Regions from separate parts of the Mus musculus genome. Here regions 1, 2, 3, 4, 6 and 7 are each linked to region 5. A link is a contact called in public HiCAR-type, HiChIP or PLAC-seq and promoter capture Hi-C data. All regions are on one chromosome and are shown on one strand. Each heading gives the region's core, a stretch centred on a gene start, on an enhancer-like site or on the middle of the called end of the contact. The rest is flanking DNA. Distances are from core to core; before and after follow the strand shown. Region 1 holds the start of Endog (endonuclease G). Region 2 holds the start of Sh3glb2 (SH3-domain GRB2-like endophilin B2). Region 3 holds the start of Kyat1 (kynurenine aminotransferase 1). Region 4 holds the start of 1700084E18Rik (RIKEN cDNA 1700084E18 gene). Region 5 holds the start of Nup214 (nucleoporin 214). Region 6 holds the start of Wdr34 (WD repeat domain 34). Region 7 holds the start of Nup188 (nucleoporin 188).

What was found. Promoter capture Hi-C pulls out the DNA fragments that hold promoters and counts their contacts. HiCAR-type assays count read pairs that join an accessible place to other places. HiChIP or PLAC-seq counts read pairs in DNA pulled down with a chosen protein or histone mark.
Region 1: a promoter capture Hi-C map of neutrophils shows a contact between it and region 5, with 4 times the contacts expected there. The contact joins the promoter of Endog here to the promoter of Nup214 in region 5. A contact is called at or near these places in 3 of 39 promoter capture datasets (liver, neutrophils and pre-B cells), 1 of 115 datasets of contacts at active chromatin or transcription factors (astrocytes) and 1 of 9 other capture datasets (liver).
Region 2: a contact with region 5 is called in a promoter capture Hi-C map of liver, with 3 times the contacts expected there. The contact joins the promoter of Sh3glb2 here to the promoter of Nup214 in region 5. A contact is called at or near these places in 4 of 39 promoter capture datasets (liver, maxillary cranial neural crest and pre-B cells) and 2 of 115 datasets of contacts at active chromatin or transcription factors (astrocytes and forebrain).
Region 3: a promoter capture Hi-C map of pre-B cells shows a contact between it and region 5, with 2.9 times the contacts expected there. The contact joins the promoter of Kyat1 here to the promoter of Nup214 in region 5. A contact is called at or near these places in 2 of 39 promoter capture datasets (neutrophils and pre-B cells) and 1 of 115 datasets of contacts at active chromatin or transcription factors (astrocytes).
Region 4: a promoter capture Hi-C map of pre-B cells shows a contact between it and region 5, with 6 times the contacts expected there. The contact joins the promoter of 1700084E18Rik here to the promoter of Nup214 in region 5. A contact is called at or near these places in 5 of 39 promoter capture datasets (the C10 cell line, liver, neutrophils and 1 more) and 1 of 115 datasets of contacts at active chromatin or transcription factors (astrocytes).
Region 6: an H3K27ac HiChIP or PLAC-seq map of differentiating embryonic stem cells shows a contact between it and region 5, with 9 times the contacts expected there. The contact joins the promoter of Wdr34 here to the promoter of Nup214 in region 5. A contact is called at or near these places in 2 of 39 promoter capture datasets (cranial neural crest and liver) and 2 of 115 datasets of contacts at active chromatin or transcription factors (astrocytes and differentiating embryonic stem cells).
Region 7: a HiCAR-type map of astrocytes shows a contact between it and region 5, with 5 times the contacts expected there. The contact joins the promoter of Nup188 here to the promoter of Nup214 in region 5. A contact is called at or near these places in 2 of 39 promoter capture datasets (liver and pre-B cells), 3 of 115 datasets of contacts at active chromatin or transcription factors (astrocytes, embryonic forebrain and embryonic hindbrain) and 2 of 9 other capture datasets (adipose tissue and pancreatic islet).

Annotation. Positions count from the first base shown.
Region 1 is chr2:30,170,262-30,173,576 of GRCm38.p6, forward strand. Endog (endonuclease G) reads left to right here and starts at 1,263. Exons shown (of 3, transcript NM_007931.1): 1 at 1,263-1,805; 2 at 2,581-2,690. The coding sequence starts at 1,314. Gm31080 (a long non-coding RNA gene) reads left to right here. Exons shown (of 4, transcript XR_866091.1): 4 at 36-74. It overlaps Spout1 (SPOUT domain containing methyltransferase 1), which reads right to left. Exons shown (of 12, transcript NM_172660.4): 12 at 3,186-3,315.
Region 2 is chr2:30,357,663-30,360,622 of GRCm38.p6, forward strand. It overlaps Sh3glb2 (SH3-domain GRB2-like endophilin B2), which reads right to left and starts at 1,654. Exons shown (of 12, transcript NM_001289709.1): 1 at 1,481-1,654. The coding sequence starts at 1,543.
Region 3 is chr2:30,204,329-30,207,199 of GRCm38.p6, forward strand. It overlaps Kyat1 (kynurenine aminotransferase 1), which reads right to left and starts at 1,519. Exons shown (of 13, transcript NM_001356474.1): 1 at 1,305-1,519. Gm31201 (a long non-coding RNA gene) reads left to right here and starts at 1,521. Exons shown (of 2, transcript XR_374214.4): 1 at 1,521-1,663.
Region 4 is chr2:30,236,345-30,239,348 of GRCm38.p6, forward strand. 1700084E18Rik (RIKEN cDNA 1700084E18 gene) reads right to left here and starts at 1,287. Exons shown (of 1, transcript NR_028299.1): 1 at 853-1,287. Lrrc8a (leucine rich repeat containing 8A VRAC subunit A) reads left to right here and starts at 1,425. Exons shown (of 4, transcript NM_177725.4): 1 at 1,425-1,461.
Region 5 is chr2:31,972,939-31,975,815 of GRCm38.p6, forward strand. It overlaps Nup214 (nucleoporin 214), which reads left to right and starts at 1,512. Exons shown (of 36, transcript NM_172268.2): 1 at 1,512-1,670. The coding sequence starts at 1,626. Aif1l (allograft inflammatory factor 1-like) reads left to right here. Exons shown (of 6, transcript NM_145144.1): 6 at 1-504.
Region 6 is chr2:30,047,617-30,050,701 of GRCm38.p6, forward strand. It overlaps Wdr34 (WD repeat domain 34), which reads right to left and starts at 1,263. Exons shown (of 9, transcript NM_001008498.2): 1 at 1,068-1,263. The coding sequence starts at 1,253.
Region 7 is chr2:30,284,839-30,287,962 of GRCm38.p6, forward strand. Nup188 (nucleoporin 188) reads left to right here and starts at 1,578. Exons shown (of 44, transcript NM_198304.3): 1 at 1,578-1,632. The coding sequence starts at 1,601. Dolk (dolichol kinase) reads right to left here and starts at 1,516. Exons shown (of 1, transcript NM_177648.3): 1 at 1-1,516. The coding sequence starts at 1,193.

The DNA.
Region 1 (3,315 bases), core at 13-2,512, 1.8 Mb before region 5:
ACAACTTTGTCTTTTTTTTTTCATTTTTTCAACAGTCTGTGGTGACATACACCTTAAATTCCAGCACTTAGGAGGCAGAGGGAGGCGGATCTCTGAGTTCGAGGCCAGCCTGGTCTACAGAGTGAGTTCCAGGCCAGCCAGGACTACACAGAGAAACCCTGTCTAAAAAAATCCAACCAAGCAAACAAGCCCAAGTTTCATCATAACATGTTCACACATGTACACGGTATTTGTATGATTTCCCTCCATTGCCTTCTTACCCATCAACACCTGCAGATGCCCTATTTCCCAATGTATCTTAAAAGAAAAAAAATTATTATTCAGGCTAGAGAGATGGTTCAGATGTTAAGAGCACTGGCTATTCTTCCAGAGGTCCTGAGTTCAATTCCCAGCAACCACATGGTGGCTCATAACCATCCATAATGAAGTCTGGTGCCCTTTTCTGGACTGCAGGTATCGTGCAGGCAGAACATTGTATATGTAATATATAAATAAATCCTTTTACAAAAAGAATTATTCTATGGATATGAATACACTGTCTTCAGACACACCAGAAGAGGGCATCTGATCCCATTACAGATGGTTGTGAACCATCACGTGGTTGCTAGGAACTGAACTCAGGACCTCTGGAAGAGCTCTTAACCCCTCAGCCATCCCCCCAGCCATCCCCCAATTATCTTTTAATGTATAATTGGTTTTGTCCCATGCTAATGAGTGTGGCTCTGACTGTACACTCTCAGCCCTATTTTCTTCAGTTTTTATGTATCGGTCTTCCTCCGTCTTAATAGGTTGTAAGGAAGTTGATGTCTTAAAATATTCATAAGTTAAATACTATTCCATCTGAAATGTAGGAAATATCTTTAGCCAGCCCCTGACCTACGGACAGGAAACATTGGCCAACACAACATACTTCCCAGGCCAAACCCTTTAAGTGGGTTGAAAAGTATGACCCTAGCATAGCTATTTTCTCTAACCTTATATAGCAAGCTTAGGTTCCAGGCGGCTATCAATAGCTACACCTGCATTCTTCTGTTAATCAATCTAGAGAAATCCTTCGCTCGTTTGGTGGCAGGAGGGTGGGTGCACCTGAGGGGTCTGACAGATCTGGGGTTCTGTCCTGTTTAAAAGCAGGGCCATGTGAGGTGTACATGGCGAGGCGGAGCCCGACGTGGAACGACCAATGGCAAGCGAGTAGGGCGGCACCAGGACCCAGCTACGTCTTAAAAGGGCAGCTGAAGGGCGTCGGGGGCCACGCCAGCACAGGCTCCTTCACTCTGTGCTAACATCAGTAGCGTCCTTGTCCTCCGGTAGGCATGCGCGCGCTGCGGGCCGGCCTGACCCTAGCGCTGGGCGCGGGGCTGGGCGCCGCGGCAGAGCATTGGCGGCGGCGGGAGGGCAAAGCGCCGGGGCTGCTGGGCCGAGTGCCATTGTTGCCGGTGGTCGCGGCCGATCTTCCCGCGCTGCCGGGGGGACCGGCGGGCGGCACCGGGGAACTGGCCAAGTACGGGCTGCCCGGCGTGGCGCAGCTCCGGAGCCGCGAGTCCTACGTGCTTAGCTACGACCCGCGCACGCGCGGTGCGCTCTGGGTGTTGGAGCAGCTGAGGCCAGAGCGGCTCCGTGGCGACGGGGACCGTAGCGCCTGCGACTTCCGCGAGGATGACTCTGTGCACGCGTACCACCGCGCCACCAATGCGGACTACCGCGGCAGTGGCTTTGACCGCGGCCATTTGGCCGCCGCCGCCAACCACCGCTGGAGTCAGCGGGCCATGGACGACACCTTCTACCTGAGCAACGTAGCGCCTCAGGTAGTCTCGGACCCTGGTCGCCCGCCCGACTGCAGCGTCTAGATCTTACTTTACACGTGCACCGTGGCGGGAGGGAGGAATCTTACAGTGGCACTGCAGAATCCGGGGTTTATCCTTCTTCAGCCTCCCGTGGGAAGCAGTGCACCAAGTAGTGACGGGCTGCAGCAATGCCTGTCAGCAAGCCACCCAGTGTGCTTCCTCAGGGAACCCGGGAGCTTGACTCCTCAGTCTACCCTGCTGGCCTAGGGCCAGTCAGGCCTCCAGGGCACACTGTTAGCACTGCACCTGCTCCCAGCAGGGTCTTGATTGTGAAGTAGGTTCCTGGGACATCCACCCAGTGGATGGAGATGGACAGGAGACCATATCCCACCCCACACCTTTTGTTGCTCGATTTTCCAGGCTGCCCAGGAACTCAAGAGATCTGCCTGCCTCTGCCTCCTGAGTGCTGGGATTAAAGGTGCACACCAGCACTGTCCAGTCCCCGTGCCTTTAGAGCTTGACCTAAGGTTTGGGAGTTCCAAGAGACCTTGGGGGTCTCTGAATGACTAATGTCCCCTCCTTCCTCCTTCCCTTGAGATGGGGAAAGCTTAGAGCATTGGAGTGCCAGGAATGGAGTGTGGCTAGCACTGGCTCAAAAACTGTAGTCACAGAGCCGTAAGGAGGGAGCCCTTCTTTGAGCCCTTGTCCTTCAAATGTTTGGGCATTGACATTAAGAGCTGGGGCATGCCTAATGGAAGGTCCGAGGTGTGCTCCTGAGCCTCGCTTCTCCCACCAGGTGCCACACCTCAACCAGAATGCCTGGAACAACCTTGAGAGGTACAGCCGCAGCTTGACGCGAACTTACCAAAATGTCTATGTCTGCACGGGGCCGCTTTTCCTGCCCAGGTAAGCCTGTAGCTGACGGGGCCTCCGACTCCTGTTCTCCAACCTTGGGCTTTCTGTGTCACTGTAGCCAGAGACCTTTGGGTGGCCTAGAACTCTGCTGTGCCCTCAGGTGCCTGGCCCCACACCTGCCTTTGCTCCCCACGTCTGACCTGCCTTACCACCTGTAACCCGTGGCTGCACGGGAGGCTGTCACCCTTGCCTCTGACGTGCTAAGGATTCCTGGCAGACAAATGAGCTGAGCTCCTCGGGAGGGCACAGAAAGCAGCAGCAGCAGCAGCAGCAGCAGCAGCAGCACGGGCTGCAGCACGGGCTGCAGGAGGCAGCGGCTGCTGCGGAAACCAGAAGCTACAGGCATCCACTACAGGCCATCTGGCGTGGCGCGGTGTGACGCCACCCGAGCACCAGGCTGGGGCTGGGGTTCCCCAGCATGGCCTCCCACTCGTGCTTGTTAGGTGTACTGCCTACGGGACAGGTTACAGTCACGTGAGCATAGGTGAGCATCAGGGTCTAGAGAGCTCATTCCTCTAGCTGCGTTTATTGCCTCCCATTCTGTCTGAAGCAGTATTGGGCAGAAAAGCAGAGGTTAAGCATTGGTCCCCACCTTACATAGTTCCCAGACCCAAGG
Region 2 (2,960 bases), core at 404-2,903, 1.6 Mb before region 5:
ACACTCCCAGCTCCCTCCTCCACCCCAGCCTGGGCCTGGGCCCTGGCTGCAGCTCCAGTGTGACCTGTGTGCCTGCCCCTATCAGGCAGAGTGAGGCCTGGAAGCTGTATGCCACCACTACCTCCGAGTCCTCTCTGTGGGCCTGGCCAGGTCAGATGGCAAGACCCAGCAGTGACAGGAAAGCTGCAGATCAGGTTCTTCCCAGATGTGTGAGATAGTGTGGTTGCCATGCCAACCCTGGGACAGGCTTTCCCCCTCATGCAAGAGACAGAGGAGGCTCAGAGGCCCTCGTATTCTCTCTAGTGCTGGGGTTGCCCACCAAGCTTGGACAGGGAGTGGCAATCCGCACTGGGACACTCAGCCTCAGGGGAGACCTGTGCTTTCTAGTAAACACGACCACATGGGCCTCTGAGGGGGAGAGGAGGAGGCTGCGCCTAGCAGGTCAACAAGGGCAGCATACAGAACTTATTCCTGGGGTACTGAGATGGGTTAGACCAGGGGTACAGAAACCTCAGGAACCCCACCCCCGGCCTTGGAGCAGACAGGGCCTCCCAGCTGAGCCTCATACCTGCTTTACAGAAGGCAGAGTGAGGCTCAGATGGCTTGTCCAAGGTCACTGCAGGATGCACAGGTGCACTTAGCCTCAGCAACTGCACTTGCAGCCAACCCAGGAAAGAGGGCCACTCACCCCATTTCTCAGAGCGAGAAACAGAGGCCCTGAAGTAAAGCTCTCCTGTCCCCCAAGGTCATGAGGAGCATTACCATCCATATCCTGACTCCAGCCTTTTGCTGAGACATGAATTCGCCTCAGTTTCTCTTTCTTCTACCAAATGTTTAGGACTTGTTCCAATATCAGCATTACCGGCCTGGACAGAACCCAAAGAGCCTGCCAGATCCTAGCCTTCTGACATCCTTTAGGCCTGGGAAGTAAAAGGAAACAAGCCTCCCGCAGAGCAGAAAGGAAATAACTCCTGGCTTCCGGCCTGACTCCCCAAGCGTGTGAAAGGGACTGGATGCAACCATTAGCACCAACCTGCCCATTGCACGGGTATGGAGACTGAGGCTCGCAAAAGAGATTGGGGTATTTTTGTGTGGCCCTCAACCTGCCAGCCTGGCCTGGGGCGGGGGAGGGGAGGAAGGCAGACTAGTGCAGAGAGGCCTGAACCACCCAGTGGGCATCCACCTCCCGGGCTGTGCAGGCACCAGGGCAGTGGGCAAACTTGTCAGTGTAAACGGGCACTGCCAGGCGCCCAGGCACCGGAGCCCAGGCCCCCATGGGTTCCGGGCCATAGTGGGGTGCAGCTGACCTCGCTGGGAGCTCCCCTGAGCAGCTCGGGGACAAGAGAACAGGGGCCCTAGCTGTACCCAGAGCGCACAGCCGCTGCTGCAGGAAAGGGGCTCCTGCTGCAGAGAGCCTGCCCGCCCGCCCGGGGCGCGCTCCACATCCGGGCCCCATGAGCGGCGTCGTGCCAGGCCTCACCTGCACCGCCCGAGTGAAGAAGATGCCCGCGTCCGACGCCAGCTTCTTCATGTTGAAGTCCATGGCGCGCCCGTACGCAGGGCCGCCACGCCGGCCCCAGAGCAGCCGGCAGCCCCCCGCCCCGCCTCACGCACCCCGCCGCACCCCGCCCACCTGCTGCCTGCGCCCGCCCTCTGCGCGCGCGCGTCCGCGGCCGAGCCGAGCCGAGCGCGGGGCGGGGCCAGGCGCGCGGGGCGGGGCTTTGGGGAGCGCTGCTGCCCCTGCCGGCCGCGGGCCCCACCAGCGGGCTGTTCGCTCTAATCAACGTTTTACTAAACCGGTTTCCGTGCACCCTGGAGGTCTCTGCGGATGCACTGTAACACTATACTATTGATTATTTTGGTAATTCATTATGCAAATTTTAGTTTTTTTTTTTTAAATAGTTGGGAATATATTCGTTTAAAACAGGGTCTCTCCAGGCCCCTCCTGGCCTAGAACGCCAAATGTAGACCAGGCTGGCATCCAATTCACAGAAACTTCTGCTGGGATTAAAAGTGTGCACCACATCTACCCGTTTTTGTTTTTGTTTGCTTTCCTGTTTTCATTTTTTCCCCCTCTGTGTGTGGCTGTATATTTGTGTTTGTGTCTGTGTGTTCGCTTGCGTGTGCATGAGCACAGGGTGTCGCCGTGACCATGACATTGCAGGGATACTCGCATCACACTGGCCATGGGAGCCCGCGGCCCATGCTTCTGGAATTTACATGACTTAATTTATTTAGGTTCTCAAGGCTGTACAGTTAAGTTCTTTAACCATGGAGCTGTCTTCCCAAACCTGTTTTTGCTTTTAAATGTTATTTTATGTTTTATTATGAGTGTGTGTTTGCGTGTGAGAGCACATGCATGTGAGACAGGGGACACAGAAAGCTGTAGCATGGATGTGGAGATCAGAGAACAACTTTCTAGAGTCCCCTCTTCTTCTTGTATATGAGTTCTGTAGTCCTGAAGATCAAACTCGGGGCAAGCTCCATGACTCGCTGAGCCATCTCTCCGGCCTCCTTTTATTTTGTTTGTTAATTTTTAAAATGTGTTTATGTGTAAGGGTGTTTTGCTTGCATGTACTATGGATTCTATGTGTGTAGTGCCCTCAGACACCGGAAGAAGGTGTTGGATCCCCTGGGACTGACATTACAGATGGCTGTGAGCCACCATCTGAGAGCTGGGAACAGAACCCAGGACCTCTGAAAGAGCAGCCAGTGCCCTTGACTGCTAAGCCATCTCTCCAGCCCCTCCCTCCTTTTCAGATTTATTTCTGTTTTTATTTGTGTGTATGTGAACACACACCACATGTTTACAGAGACCAGAGGAGGGGGTCAGATCTGGCAGAGCTGCAATTAAAGGCAGCTTTGAGAAGCCTCACACGGAGGCTGGGAACCAAATTCTGGTCCTGTGAAAGAACAGTGTGTGGGCTTGACCTCCGATGCACTTTTGCCTGCTTTGTTGT
Region 3 (2,871 bases), core at 269-2,768, 1.8 Mb before region 5:
TATAATAATAAATAAATCTTTGGGCTGGAGCGAGCAGAGGTCCTAAATTCAATTCCAACAACCACAAGAAGATTCACAACCATCTGTACAGCTACATAAAATAAATAAAATAAATCTTAAAAAAAAAAGTTTTCAGGGCTGGAGAGATGGCTCAGCGGTTAAGAGCACTGACTGCTCTTCCAAAGGTCGTGAATTCAAATCCCAGCAACCATATGGTGGCTCACAACCATCTGTAATGCAATCTGATGCCTTCTTCTGAAGACAGCTACAGTGTACTTAGATATAATAATAAATAAATCTTAAAAAAAAAAGTTTTCAGCACAGGAACTGACTGCCAGGTTGTCTGTTGCTCTCACAGAAACATAGGGTGGAAACAGTGTCCTGTTGGCTGTGAGACCCTGAGCTCCCTACTAGGTCGACTACACAGGAGATCCAAAAATTAGTGCTAAGGCTCCCAGGAAGCAGAGGGAGAGACCTGGTGTCTTCAAACCCTCCTGCGGGTGGGAGGGGAGTGAACATCTGTGGGAATCCTTTTCCAAACTCTGTGCCTCACCCATTGGTAAACAGAACTGGTGTGTATAAAACGGTGAACCCACCAGCGGGGCCACCTGGTGTCTACCATTGTGGTCACATTTGTTCATAGATGATACTCCAGGTCTATGGAGGACTGTAAGCCTTGGAGTCCACCTACGCGGGACAGCCCTGTTCTCTTTCGTTCACCCTCTCTTTCAGCCTCTTTCAGCCCCATTTTTCCTGCAGGTCATGTGGCATGTCTGTGATATGCCTGGTAGAACATGGGTTTTGCACATCTGACCATAGCAGGCTTCAGTAGGACTGAAGGCTATTCTTTCTGTCCCATTAACTTAAAAAATATTATTATTATTATTATTATTATTATTATTATTTTAACCTAAGTTATCTTGGAAGTTGTCCCACATTAGTACATGAATCCAATTGCCGTGCAGCCCGGGAACCGACAGAACCCAGAAGGACCCACAGAGACTATTGGCGCTAGCTCTGCAGGCAATTCTCCGTTAGCGCAGTCTGCATCTTCTTGGCCAGGACTACCTTGGGAGAGTGGACGTGGGTGCAGAGAGAACTAGTCTAACTGGTTCTGTGACTGAGTGTAGAGCTGCCAAGACCGCGTGTGCAAGTTTTTCTCAGGGGATAGATCCTTCTTTCAGAGAAGCTACACATCACATACAAACAGGAGCACATGGATCAAAGAGCTACAGCACTCGCAAACCTTAGCTAACTTCAACACACGATCTAGATGAAACCCCGCACGGCAACCAGGAACTGACCTGCTTCAGCAAACAATAGCGCTGCTCTGTCCAATAACCCGCGACCCCAAACGTATTCCCAAGGTTGCAGAAGTCTGTTCCTTTAAAGAGGCCGAGCCCTAGATGGGCTACTTCCGCCCAGATGCAGCTTAGCTCAAGAGAACTGTCAGAAGCAGTGCGAAGCTCTGTGTGCCCTTTAAAGACTGGGCGACAGCCTAGGATCCCCAAGCATTTGCGCTCGGTGACATCACTTCCGGGGCGGAGACCTAAGAAGCGGTACAAACAAAACAAGGAGCCAAAGACCCACGGCGCGACTGGCTGTGGGTAGCCAGACCCAGGACTAGGGCTGCCTGCGTGGCGGCCGAGAACAGCGGGCCTTGGTGAGTGGGTCGAGTATGGAAAGGGACGCGCTGTCACCTCCCTGAATCCAATGACGCGGGCCCGACCTCCGCTCGCACCTCTCACCCGAGTTTCCGCCGCGGTCCCTGCAGATCCACGCCCCTCCGCGCACGTGCACCTTCCCAGAGGTTCCACCCGGGCTCCCCTAGTACTTGGTGCCGAACTCTTTCCTTGAACCCCTCCCTCTTTCTGATCTGCGGGACTATTCCCTGGTCTTTGGAATCTCAGGCTGGAAAAGACCGATTCTCCTATTGGTTTAGCCCGTCGCATGTATGCATTGGGCAGGAGTGACAGATCTAGGGAGGTGAGGTTGGAAGAGCTGGAGGTCAGCAATGACGCGTCCAGGCTGAAGGAACACAGCTTGGGAAGCCAGGGGACAATGAAATTGGAAGCTAAATTGAGAAGGAAAGAATGGAGGACCTGAAAGTTTCAAAGACCTTCTGCCTTGGAAAGGTGGCAGCAAAACCTTCAACCCCTGCTGACTGTTCTGCTCTCTGGAGCACACAGACTAGCAGACAGCGCAGGAGGAAGGGCAGGAGGTCTGCTTCTTGTGCTGGGGACGGAGGATAAGGAGGATAAGAGTATGTTCCGAGGCTTGGGACAGTGGAAGTGACCTGGCCACACAGTTGGTGAAGGTTAGGTTCCCCTGTGGCAGTCCAGGGGAAGCAGGGACTGGAGGCTAGTGTTGTGAGGAGATACTGGGGTGGCTTGACTCCCTGCTTTCCCAGTTCCATAGCTTGTTTGGGTTTTGGGTGTTGACTCTGGACCTTCTTGTCTCCCAGGGTCTGTAGAGGACAAGGCAGGAGACCAAGAGACGTTTGTGACCCACCACCTCCCCAGTGGTTTTCGTCTGCTGAGGACACCTGCTACAGAGCAGTTTCGTTACACTTCAGTGGCCTTTGTAGAGAGTGGGGGCTTCTGGGATTGCCCTGTGAATCAGGAATCCGGGCAGGTGGCTGGGTTTTTGACTTGCTGCTTGAAGGAGCTTCAAGGGAGGAAGCAAAAATGATTGCAGGTTTTGTGGGGGGACCGCAGAGGAACCTAGGTGGGATACATATACTAACCTCTTTGCCATCCCTGGGCTCTTTCACCTGCCCTGTCTTTATGGTTGGCCTTGGACTGGGACTTATGTTGGGAAATGTGTCCTTGGCCTCCTCAGCACTGCAGTCTGAGAGGAGACAGACATCAG
Region 4 (3,004 bases), core at 37-2,536, 1.7 Mb before region 5:
TTATTATTTTTAAAGTTTGAAACTAAATATACCTTAGTATGTGGATAAATATACTTATATCCCCCTTTCTCTTTATATAAATTTAAGGTTAAGGGGCTGGGCTGGAGAGATGGCTCAGCAGCTAAGAGCACTGACTGCTCTTCCAGAGGTCCTGTCACTGTAAAAGGGGGCGGAGATCATTCAGTGAGGGAAGGGTCATCTGTACAGCCTGTGTATATTAGTCAGCTGGTGCACACACCACTGATACCCAACTCCACAAAAACTCATTGCTGTGCTCCCTGCCTTTCTTCTTTCACGTAAGCTACTGGAACTCGTCCCATACTGGAGTACATGAAACACTTTGTTTTAATAGCTGAACAATTTCCCAACCTAAGGATTACTACAGTTAGCCTGGGAATTATGAGGACCCGGGAAGATTAACACACACACACAGCTAGCGTCTGGAGGCTTGGTTCTGAAGATGTGGTTTTATCCTCAGCTCAGCTCAAAATTCGCTGCTAACGTTAGGCTGGAGGTTTCCCGATAGAGAATTCCCCTCACACCCTCTGCCAATCCTCTATCTCCAGCCAGAAGCCGGGGAACCGGACAAAGAGATCCCCACCAGAAGCCCTTGCTTACAAAAGTCGGAGCAAAATACTGGATAAAGCAGATACTTAGTTTCAAAGTGACCACTGGACTCAGGACACACCTACCAGATTCCTAAACTCCAATACCTTCTCAAGCACGGCACTACCTCTCTCCCCTCTTCTACAAAAAGTTCCTAACCCAGTCCAGTCCAACGACTTCAAAGATCTCCTAGTGTGAGACAGTGAACTCGCCGGGGCGCGACTAATCGCCCAAGAAACCTTTAAATTTAGTTCAACTGTGTTTATTGCAGCGGCGGCGGAGAAGCCATTCAGTTAACTCGGAATTATGCGGCTTTTCAGGGACAACCGTCGCAAGCCGGACGTGTCGAGGCGCGCGTCAGCATCAGCAGGGCAGTTACATTTGCGGGCACCTGAAGAGTTTGGGCAGCGAGTCAGCTAACGAGCAGCACTAAAGGTATGAGGACGCTGGCCCAATGGCGATCGGAACCCGAACAAAGGAGGTGAGCGGATACTTGCGTCAGCTTGGGTCACTTGGCCGCTCTGGCCAGAGTAACGCATCCCTTAAGTTGCAGGGATCCCTGTCCCTTTAAGGGGGCTTAGTTCTGTCCCGTTACTTCCGCCCCGAAGTGGCTTGGCGCAGGCACGTGGACGGGAGTAGGGTGAAGCCGCCTCAAGCTTTCCCCTTAACAGACATGGCGACGGCCGGGATGCCGCGGGTGCGTCCGGCCGTGACGTCACTTCCGGGGCGGGGGAGGCAGAGTGGTGCAGTGAGGGACAAACAAAAGGAGGCGCTGGAGGAGCGCGGCGGCGGGCGGCCGGACTGGGAGGTGGAGGGCCCGGGCTGCCTGCGGGCGGCTGCGAGCGGAGAGCCCAGGTGAGCGGGTCGGGTGGGGGATGAGACGCGCGCTGTCACCGCACGGGACGCTCTCCTCGGACGCGCGCTCCGCCCCTTCAAGTTCTGCGGGGCTCTCGCTGCCCAGGGGCGCCGGCCACCCTGGCCCCGCGCTGGGCTTCGCTCCGCCCTGCCTCCCGCGGGCGCCGGCTCCGGTCTCCACCCTCCAGGCCGTGCGGCGGCGCGCGAGCCCCCTCCCGGGCACCCTGTTCTCCGCGCGCCTCTCACCCGAGTTTCCGCCGCGGTCCTCAGGCCGCACTTGCCGCGCTGGTCCCCGCAGATCCGCGCCCCTTGGCGCACGCGCCCCCTTCCCAGAGGTTCCACCCGGGGTTCTCTTGACAGCTCCCCCACCAGCTCTTACAGTTCTTGGCCGTGGGCTTCCCGGCGCCGGCTTCTCTTTAGACCACTCCCTCTTCCTGATCTCCCGGACTGTCCCCTGCTATGGGGAAGGGAGCACAGGCTTTTGGGACCTCAGACTGGGGCTCCCTGAACGACCGACTCCTGATATGAGAGTCTGTTTCGTTCTGTCCCTGTTTTGTGCATCTCTTGGGCAGGAGTGACAAGTACAGGAGGTTGTTGGTGAGCTGGAGGTCAGCAAAGGCGACCCCAAGCTGAAGGAACAGCAGAGTTCGGGATGACAGTGGCAGGGGGTGGGGGCTTGTTTTTTGAGATAGGGTCTCAACTATGTAGCCTTGACTGTCCTCAAACTCTCTCTGTAAACCAGGCTGGCTGGCCTCGAGCTCACGGAGATTCACCTGTCTGGTTCCTGAGTGCTGGGTAGAGACGTGGGCCTCTAACCTCTGTTTGAGACCAGGGTTCTTGAACCTGCCATGCACTGGACTGGAGTGAGTCAAGATGGGCTGGTTCTGCTTGATACAGTTGTTGTCTTGTTTTGAAAGAACACATTGAGTGAGCATTAGCTTTTTCTTGATGGGAACTGGGCTGACATAGTGGTAGTTCTAGGACAGCCACTCTTGTACAACCTCCTCTAACGCTGCCCTAGCTAGGACAGGGACAGCTTTAAGGATGAGGTGTGGAGGGGAGAGAGTCTTTGTGAGGATGGGGACACTTGTCTGCTGAATTTTGGAGACAGAAATGAGTAGCCAGAGGCTACAAAGTCTTTTCCTGCCTTGCAAGTGTGTCAGTGGTCTCTTTAACTCTGCCATCTGTGTTATGTCCTCTGAAGTAGAGAAAATGGCCAGTGCAGGAAGAATAAGTTGACCATTGAGGGTAGGAGAGGGGGTATATTCAGAGGCTCAGGGGTGGTGCCAGTGGGCTAGGCCGTTCATCCTGCTGTTTCCTTGATGAAGGTCGGGCTCTCCTCCAGCTGTCATGGGCAGGCAAGGGCAGGTGAGCAGTGTTGGAGGACAGCTTCCTGGAGATTTTCTGGGGTCTGAAGCTCCACATTGTTTGGGGGATGGTGTACAAAGCAGGGACCAGAGAAGCAATTGACAATACCTCCCACACCCAGGAGTCAGCCTCACATTCCTGTTCTCCATACCTAAGGCACATTTGCTAGGATGGA
Region 5 (2,877 bases), core at 262-2,761:
TCCTCCTGCCTTCCTTCTCTGAGCGGGCTGGGACCTTGGACTGCATTGGGTCCCTATTCTATGTGACAGAGGAAGGAAGAATCAGCCGGCTCAGTGGGTCCACAACTCATGAGCTTACACACCACCTCCATAAAGGAGTGTGCCACTGACCTCTGCAGAGCACAGAAAGAGGCAGTGGTCTGAAGATCAATCTATGGGAAGACTTAAGAATGACCCTTTAATGGAGGAGTTGGCATATATTTCAAGTTGTGTCTGTTGGTTCCAGGGTTTTTAACCTCTCTAGTTAAGGGCTTAGCTTTCTTGGGACATCGGCTGCCTTATTTCTGAAAAAGACCAAATGTAACTGGTGTAACCAGCAGTTTGGGGATTGCCAAGTATGGCTTTGCCCTGTGACTCAAAAGATGTTTGTAAGGTAGATTTGGGTGAGTGCCATTATTGTGTGCATGTGTGTATGTATGGATGGGATGTGGTCTCCTGCAGACTGAAATAAACTAGAGCAATTTATCAGTGTCTTTGTGTTTCTTGGGGACAGCTCTGGGCTCAGTAAATTCAGAAGAGCTAGCTGACAACAGGTACCAAGTAAATGAGTGTGTCCTGGGTCTCCCATGTCCCAGACAGACAGTTGACGTCATCTGATTAAGCCCAAGACCCAGGTCTACTGTTAGCATTTTACAATGAATAGAGGCTTGCACACATGCAACTTGTTGAGAGACTGCATCTGACAGAATGTGCCCTCTGGAGCTGACCCACCAGCTCCAAGTTAGGAACCTCTTTTATAATTCTACTCCAGAAATGTCTTCAACATCAGTCAGTATACGCAGATCTGAATCTTAACCCTTCCTGGCTGAAAGCTATTGGATAATTTAACTGCTTTGTGTGGAATTCTCTTATTACATATTTTTTTCCAGACAGGGTCCCATGTAACTCAGGATATCTAGAGATTGCTATGTAGCCTAGGAAGACCTTGAATTCCTGACCCTCTAATCCCCAAAAGCTGAGATGATAGCCGCGCACCATTTGCGATGTGAAGTGGATATGGCTTATGATCTGAAACGATTGCCTTGAAAACAGTAAACAAAACCGATCTTTTGTCCCTTTTCCTCTCCGTTTTTAAAAGGGTTCTGCACCGGCACACAGTGCAGTCCACCCGCTAACCGAACCTCTCTGTCCGCTCTTCCCAGCAAAAAAGTTCCTAACTTCTCTAAGTCGGAAGCTTCTAAGAGCCCTGCAGGTAAGTGCTACCGGGAAGCATCGAGAGTCTCAGGAAGGCCGAGCGTGCCTCTCTCTAAGGAAGAAAATTAAATAGCGAGGCTGCGCACGCAGCATCCAAAGGAAGGCGGACTCCGGCCCGCGCCTCATGGCCACACCCACTGCGCGGAACCGGCCAATGGGGCCTTGTGGATTGGCAAGCGCGCGACTTCCGAGCAGCCCTCGACTGCCTCCGAGCACACTAAAAACCGGCCTGGGTGACGTCAGTCACGCGCGCCGGAAACGCGCATCTACCACGCGCCGCGGGCGCTGAGGGAAGGAAGTTGAGGCCTGAGCGGCCTGAGCTGTGTTTGAAAGGCCGCGGGTGGCAGCGGCAGCGCCAGCAGCAGCTACTTGAACACCCTGAAGGCGGCACGATGGGAGACGAGATGGATGCCATGATCCCTGAGCGGGAGATGAAGGTTAGAGCCTGGCCGGGGCCTCCCCGCCTGCGTAGTCCTGGAGTTGCCTTGGAGCCTCGCCTCTGCCGGCTGCTCCTGCAGTTCGCAGGGTCGCGATCGCTCGCCCCACAGAGCGTCCGCAGCTCTGCGTGTCGCGGGCCTGAGTTCCCTGCAAGTGCAGGTACCTGTCCTTGCGTGGGTTTGTCCACGCCTTCTGAGTTACCCCAGGTACTCTGATGGGCTGGTCGCCTTACTGGTGACAGCGATTCTTGTTTATTGAGTGAGACGTACTGTCGCCACCGTCGCTGCAGCCCTTACGACCAGCTTAGAAAGAGGAGCGCATTGAAGCCTTGAAAGCAAATGATCCAAAGTCACGTGGCAAAAGCCTTACATCTCTCTTACGATTTAGGCATGGTCTCTTGTAGCTCAAGGTGGCTTCTGGTCTTGGGCTCTTGTCTCTGCCTCCACCTCCCAAGTGGTGGGATTATTGGTGTGCATTACCACAGTTGGCTTAGACGCTCAGTTCTTATTAGCTCTCTATACTTGAGGGTGGTCCAAACTACCTAAAGTGGAGCCAAGAAACACTATCTGCCTTCAAAACCCCTAGTTAGTAGGAACAGGAAGTCAAGTTTGGCACTGGAAATCAGCTTGAACTCATGAGACTAAAGGAAAAGCAAGCGAACCCTAAGTGATCCCCATGCTACAACTTCTGGATACTGTGTTAATAGTTGGCTTATATACTCTGACAGAATGGAAAGGCAGGGGACCGTAGACAGTTGGAAATGAGTGAGTTGCAGGAAGGTGTTAGCCATTTGTGTGACCGGTGAGTCGCTAAAATGCACATGGGTCGAGTGCTCCATATCATGCTTAGAAACAGTGGCTCTTCCTTGAGTCAGCACATGTGCTGAGCCCGGTAATGGGCAAGCTTCATGTTCCTCAGATATGTTCGGGTAGAGAATTTAGAACCACAGGGCTAATAGCAGTATTTTAATTCCTGCCAAAAGCAGAAAGGAGAGGTTTGGGTTTTGGGTTTGTCTGTTGTGTTTGTTTTGTTTTGTTTTGTTTTGTTTCTTTTGTGTTGCTTCATCACACTGGCCCACCACAAAAAAAGCCACCAAGCCCCAGTGGTACAGTCATGACTATTAGGATGATAATATCAAAAAAGATAGATGATTTGTTTCTTTATGAATGGCCAGTGTGGCCTCATGGGGAAATTTGTGTGAACTTT
Region 6 (3,085 bases), core at 13-2,512, 1.9 Mb before region 5:
CAGTGCTCACGCTTGATCTGGTCTTCTCAAATGCCACTCAACATCCATTTTTCCAACAGTTCCTCAGCCCTGCTCTGTCGGTAACATGACACACCGATGTGGCATTACAGTACATTGTCTACATACATGGCTTACTGTAATCCTTGCAACCACCGGGAAAGCAGCTATCTCCAGGTTCCCTGCTGATGAATCCCTAACACACCAGTTGGTCAGCATCAGGCCTCCGTTATCTCATTATTTGTATGTTTTTGGGTTACACTAGAAAACCATAGCAGGGCAGTGGTGAGAGAGGCCTTTAATTCCAGCAATCTCTGAGTTCAAGGCCAGCCTAGTTTCCAGAGCAAGTTTCAAGACATCCAGGGCACACAGTGAAACTCATGTCTCACAAAAACAAAAGCAAACAAACAAACAAAAGAACAACAACAAAGGAACATAGAAAACCGTTCAAGCTAGCCCTCAAGGTATCTGACCATTTCAAACACCAATAATGTCAAGTTGAAATGCCTAAAAACTGCTATTCACAAAAAAAAAAAAAAAAAAAAAAACTTCCAAAAATGGCTCAGCTGGTAAGGGCACTTAGCCAAGCATGACACCCTGAGTTGGATTCCCAGGCCCCTCGTGGTGCAAAGAAATAACAACCTTGTGTAAAGTTCTCCTCTGACCTCCACAGGCGCTGTGACACGTGCACGATCCACCATGTAAATTAACTACATGTCATTTAACGACAGCATGGGACCCCTAAGAGTTCTGTTGTCCTGGTTTGCTTTTGTTGTTGTTTGTTTTCGTTGGTTGGTTTCTTTCTCCTCAGAGACCGAAAAAAAGGCTAACGCGAAAGCATCTGTGAGTTTTTTCATTAAAACATGAAAACACGCGGACCAGTGGTGGCGCACGCCTTTCGTCCCAGCACTTGGGAGGCAGAGGCAGGCGGATCTCTGAGTTCCAGGACAGCTAGGGATGGATACTCAGAGAAACCCTGTCTCGAAAAAACAAAAACAAAAAAGCCGTGAAAACACAACGCTGCGCCAGGCCTTCCCGCCCGCGCTGCCATAGCGGGCCCGCGCCCTCACCGTCTCCCCGCGGATCCCCTGGACGCTCCTCCACTGCGAGGGCACGGACGCCACGCCCAGGGTCTCATCCTGAAGAGGCGCAGGCCGCCCTCGCCGTTCGGCGCCGCCAGCCCCGCCAGCAGCCAGGGCAGCAGCTCCAGCGCTTCCAACGCGCCGAAAAGGCCTGGGCGACGCGCACATTGCCATGGCGACGGTCCCGCCCTCTCGCGCCTGCGCCCTGGAACGTGACCTTAGCGGGTTCGCCCCCCACAAACGGAAGTCCGACGAGAGGAAGTGAAGCTGTGGGCGCCGTTTTTGAACTGGTTACAGCATCGTCTTTAAGGCCCAGAAGAAAAATAATGAAAATGTTTATCAGCCAATACAACAAAACCGCAGCGATTTGGGATTGCCCTATGCCCAGAGGCCATTTGGGGGTCCGGAACAGCTCTTCGTGGTATAAGGAAAAGAGCGGAAGTGAGGCGTGGGCTCCAGGTTCAAAGATGGCGCTGAGCGGCCGGGCGCAGAGGCAGGACCGCCGCAGGCCTAGTGGGCCATGCTGGTCCGGAGAACCGGCCGGGCTGGAAGCAGCCGACTACTCCAGAACTGTACTTTGCGCCATTTGAGTTGGCATCATTTCCAATGAATGGAATGAAATAGATCATACACAGATCGAACGTGGGATTGAATGGATGGGAGGCCTAATAATAAATTTACATAAACAATAAAATAAAATGCTTGTTAAATTAAAATTCGAGACTAACCACAGGAGAAGTTGATCTCAATGATAGATGGCCCCAGGTTCAGTCCTCAACACACACGAAATGTTAACTACAAGTTAGTGCGTGCCTATAGTGTGTCAAGCCAAGCACCCAAAGGCTTATGTTTGTTTGGGTTTTTTTGTTTGTTTCTTTTGTTTTTCGAGACAGGGTTTGTCGGTATAGCCCTGGCTGTCCTGGAACTCACTTTGTAGATCAGGCTGGCCTTGAACTCAGAAATCCGCCTGCCTCTGCCTCCCGAGTGCTGGGATTAATTAAACGCGTGCGCCACCACTGCCGGCAGAGGCTTAGAAATGAGTGTTTATCTTATTAAATCCTTAGCCTTCCGTGTGCTTGCTTGTTAGTTAGCTGGTTTGCTTTTTGAAGTGCTGGGGTTGAACCCCGGGCTTTCTGCATGCCAGCTCCTATGTTCTACCAATGAACTACCCCTATAGCTCAATTGTTATTACTCCTGTGCCTCTTACAGTCAGATATGGAATCGTCCAAAGTCACCCAGTAAGATCTTACAGGTGGCTTGCCTGATCCCCCAAACCAAGCCTGGAGCCTCTAGACAACCATCTGCTAGTTTAGGCCTCTGGGTCTATTTCCTCTTTTCTGAGACTAGGAAGCCTGCCGTGGTCCTGTTCTCAGTGCACCACCCAGGGACAGGATGCCCCTCAGCAGAGCAGCCAAGGCCAGGAAGGCCGATTAGATTAGCAGCACTGGGAGGGATAATAAAAAGCCATAGAAAAGTCTTCCTAACAAGGACTGCTTTGCAAACATCACCAAGGATTCCAAAAATCATACTCAGAGCTCAAAGATTAAGAACACTGGCTGCTTGCTTTTCCAAGACACTCAGGTTCACTTCCCAGGACCCTCGTGGCAGCTAATAACTGTCTGCAAGTCCAGTTCCAGGGAGATTTGACACTCTTTCCGGCCTCTGAAAGCCCTAGACATGCACTTGACGTGCAGTCACACATGCAGGCAAAACATCCATAAACATAAAAATAATAAGATATAATTTTTTTAATCACACTTAAAAAGCCCAAAGCTGTGAAAGTCCTAGAGTAATGTCTTAAAACAGACTTGGAACCAACTACGTCCAGCTGAACTGGACAAAGAGGCTTAGAAGAGGCTTTCTTCACCTGGTCAAGGGAAAGGAGAGAGTTCAAGGCATCAAATATGAAAAACAGCTTGTCGGGCGGTGGTGGCACATGCCTTTAATTCCAGCACTTGGGAGGCAGAGGCAGGCAGATTTCTGAGTTCAAGGCCAGCCTGGTCTAC
Region 7 (3,124 bases), core at 328-2,827, 1.7 Mb before region 5:
CCACTGTCTCGTTCATCCAGGAAGAGGGACAGAAGGCTTCGCAGAGTGTGACCCAAGGGCTTTATTCGGAAATAGCGCACATACTCCAGGAAGATGAAGACTGCCAGGCACACAGTGGCGGCCACATACAGCAGTGGCCGGTCAAAGATGATGCCCGGGATATAAGTGGCTACCACAATGAAGTGGAAATACTTTCTTGTAATGGTAGGCGCCCTGTGCTTCTTGGACTCAGAAGACGACCGCTTAGCATTCTGGTACAGCACCACCAGGCAGGCCACAGAGGCCAGCAAAGACCAATAGGCAAGGAGGTAGATGCGAGTTTCAGTGTAGAAGAGGAACTGAAGAAGCCAAAGCAGGGGGTTCCTACGAATGAGCCAGTGCAGCCAGGGCAGAACCACACCAAGGCCCAGCACACAGGTCATGAGGTGGAAGAAGATGGAAGAGGCCCAGGTGCCTGAATCCATGAAGACAAAGAGGGTGCTGAAAAAGACACCCATGAGCACCATCCCTACCACCACCACCAACAGGAAGAAGTCCACTGGGTCCCCCTGGCTTTCAGTCAGAGAGCGCTTGATGAGTTGGTTAAGGACGAAGCTAATGCCACCCAATACCAGCAGTGCCTCCCCAGGAGTGAAGCATCGGGGCAGCAGGTACAGCAGGATCATGTTGAGATAAACAAATATTAGCAGGACTTCCAGGACCTCGATCACCTCGCCTACACTGAGCGAGTGCCTCATAATATAAATGATAACGCCTCCAGCCAAACCAGAGATGGCACAAGTATTGGTGGGCACCGGGCGAGTAATGCCCAGTGCCAACACGGAGGAGAAGAGGGCCACTGCCATGCCAGTAGCTGCAACCACAATGCCGAAGCGCTCGAAGTATGGGTTCCCTGCAGTCTGGCAGCGCTCCTTCATGACTAGCCCAAGCAAAGGCATGACCATGGAGGCCGGCAGTAAGCCGCTGTTCGCGGACATCCGGAACTGGAAAACGGCATTGCCCTGCTGGAGCAGCCGGTCCCACTTGTACTGGACGTAGAAGGCCTGCACCGCGAGGGCCACCGCGCACCAGGAGTATCGGTCCCACACTGCAGCGTGGATGCTCAACACCACGGCGAACACCACTGCAGCCTCCGCCAGCACCGACCCGCTCAGCGCAGCCCCAGACTCCTGGGGAGGGCACTGTCGGGTCATGTCTCTAGGTCTGGCGCTCTTGGGAGAAGAAGTTTGGTGACTAGGGACGCCTTGGCCTCTGGGGCCCTCAACCCGCCAAGCAGAGGGGCAGCAATTTCACCCAGCCAGCAACCTTCTCCAGCTTCCAAAAGGGTGTTCCACCACGGGCCACTCTGAGGCCTGGGAGCCGGCGCCCAGTCACCCGCCTCCGCTGTCAACCTACGGTGTAGCAGATGTTTGCCCTCTTCACCGCTCACAGTCTCCACCGCCTCCACCGCGGACTCCCCTCGCACCAGGGCAGCGCCATCTTGACAGCCCCATCTTGACCACGCCCACCATCACGTGGCGGAAGCCCACGCCCCCAGGCTGGAGGATCCCAGTCACGTGGGTACGGCGCATGGGGGCGGGGCTGGGCCGCGCGCGCGAAGATGGCGGCTGCCGCTGGTGGGCCGTGTGTGAGGTGCGGAGTGGGGCGCGGCAGGGGGTGGCCGTGAAGCGCGGGCTGGGAGCTGGGCGGGAGTTGGGACCGGGGCTCAGCCGCAGTGGCAGAGACGAGCCCCGGCTGGGTGGACGGACACTTGCCGGGGAGGCGGTTAGGTCCAAACCGTTCCCGCTCGCGGGGCTGAGGACACTTTTGGAGCGGGCCTGCCGCTCTCCCTTCTCTCTCCGTGGTCCCTGAGCCTCCGGTAGTCCCCATACACCCACGCTTGCTCCACCACGTTGCCTGTAGGCACTGCGGGACATTTCGGGGTCGCCTGGAAGACCCACCCCACTGCGATCCCTTCCTTGCTGTCCCTGCGCCCTGCTCCCCCTCGGGTGTGCCTTGCCCACGCCGCGATTTCTTCCCGCGGGCATCCTTAGTTCCCGCCTTCTTTTATTTTTGGCTAATGCCGATATTGATGCAATCAGCAGGCATGCCTTCATCTTCCATGCGATTCCGGGTTTTGTGCCAGGCTTCGGACACAAGATGAATTACCCCGAAACAAATATACAGTTCTCACTTAAAAGAGTGCTTTTGTTTGTTTGTTTGTTTGTTTGTTTCTTTTTTGAGGTAAGGTCTCTTGCCTCTCGGGCAGGCCTTGAACTCCTTGTTGTCTTGCCTTTGCCTTCTTGGTGCGGAAATTACAGACATGAATTTCGAGCCCTGCTTGCCTTTAAAGAGCGCTTACTAGCGCCAGACCCTGGGAAAGTGCCGTGCAGGCCTTACCTCATTCATTTCTCACGACTAGGAGAGGCGCCTCCTGTTCCACAGGACTCAGAAGTCCAGTTCATACATAGGCAGTCCCCCCTTGTCAGCCCTCGAGATAATCCCCGTGAGCCTTCAGATGGAAGGCTCTAAAGCCTTAACCAGACCTCTGTATGTATCCACATTATAGATCAGAAAGGGTCTTCACTGCCCTTCCTCCCCTTAAATGTAAACATTCCCTGTCAGTCACCTGGAATTGACTCTGCCAGTTTTATTTGGTCTTGTTTCCTGTGGAAACCTGAAACGCCCAGACAGACATGTAATTATCACACACATTGCTGATCTTTCTCTCCATTAGCCTCTTCACCTTCCAGGGGTAACATTTTCTTTGGAGTTTCCTGTGGATAAAGTGTGGTCCTTGCAAGGGCCGGTTTGTTTCATGCCAGACCTTGTATCCACAGCTATGGATAAATACTTGTATGAAAACTGTAAAAAAATGAATTTTTTCAAAAGGAAAGGAAAGTTTTGGCTTGCCAGCAGGCTTTGAGCTTTCTGTGGAACTTAGCAAACCCATCGTTGAGGGAGGACTTTAACTGACTCTAGGGTTTTCATTTTACTTTTGTTTTGAGGTCCTAGGGGTCAAACCCAGGGCCTCAGGAATGCTAGGCAAGCCCTCTAGTATTGAGTCACAACCTGTGGCCCGGGCGCCTAGCAGTAGGGTTCTAGGTGCTGCCTTGCTCTGTCAGGACAGTGCCTTTTAGTGCTG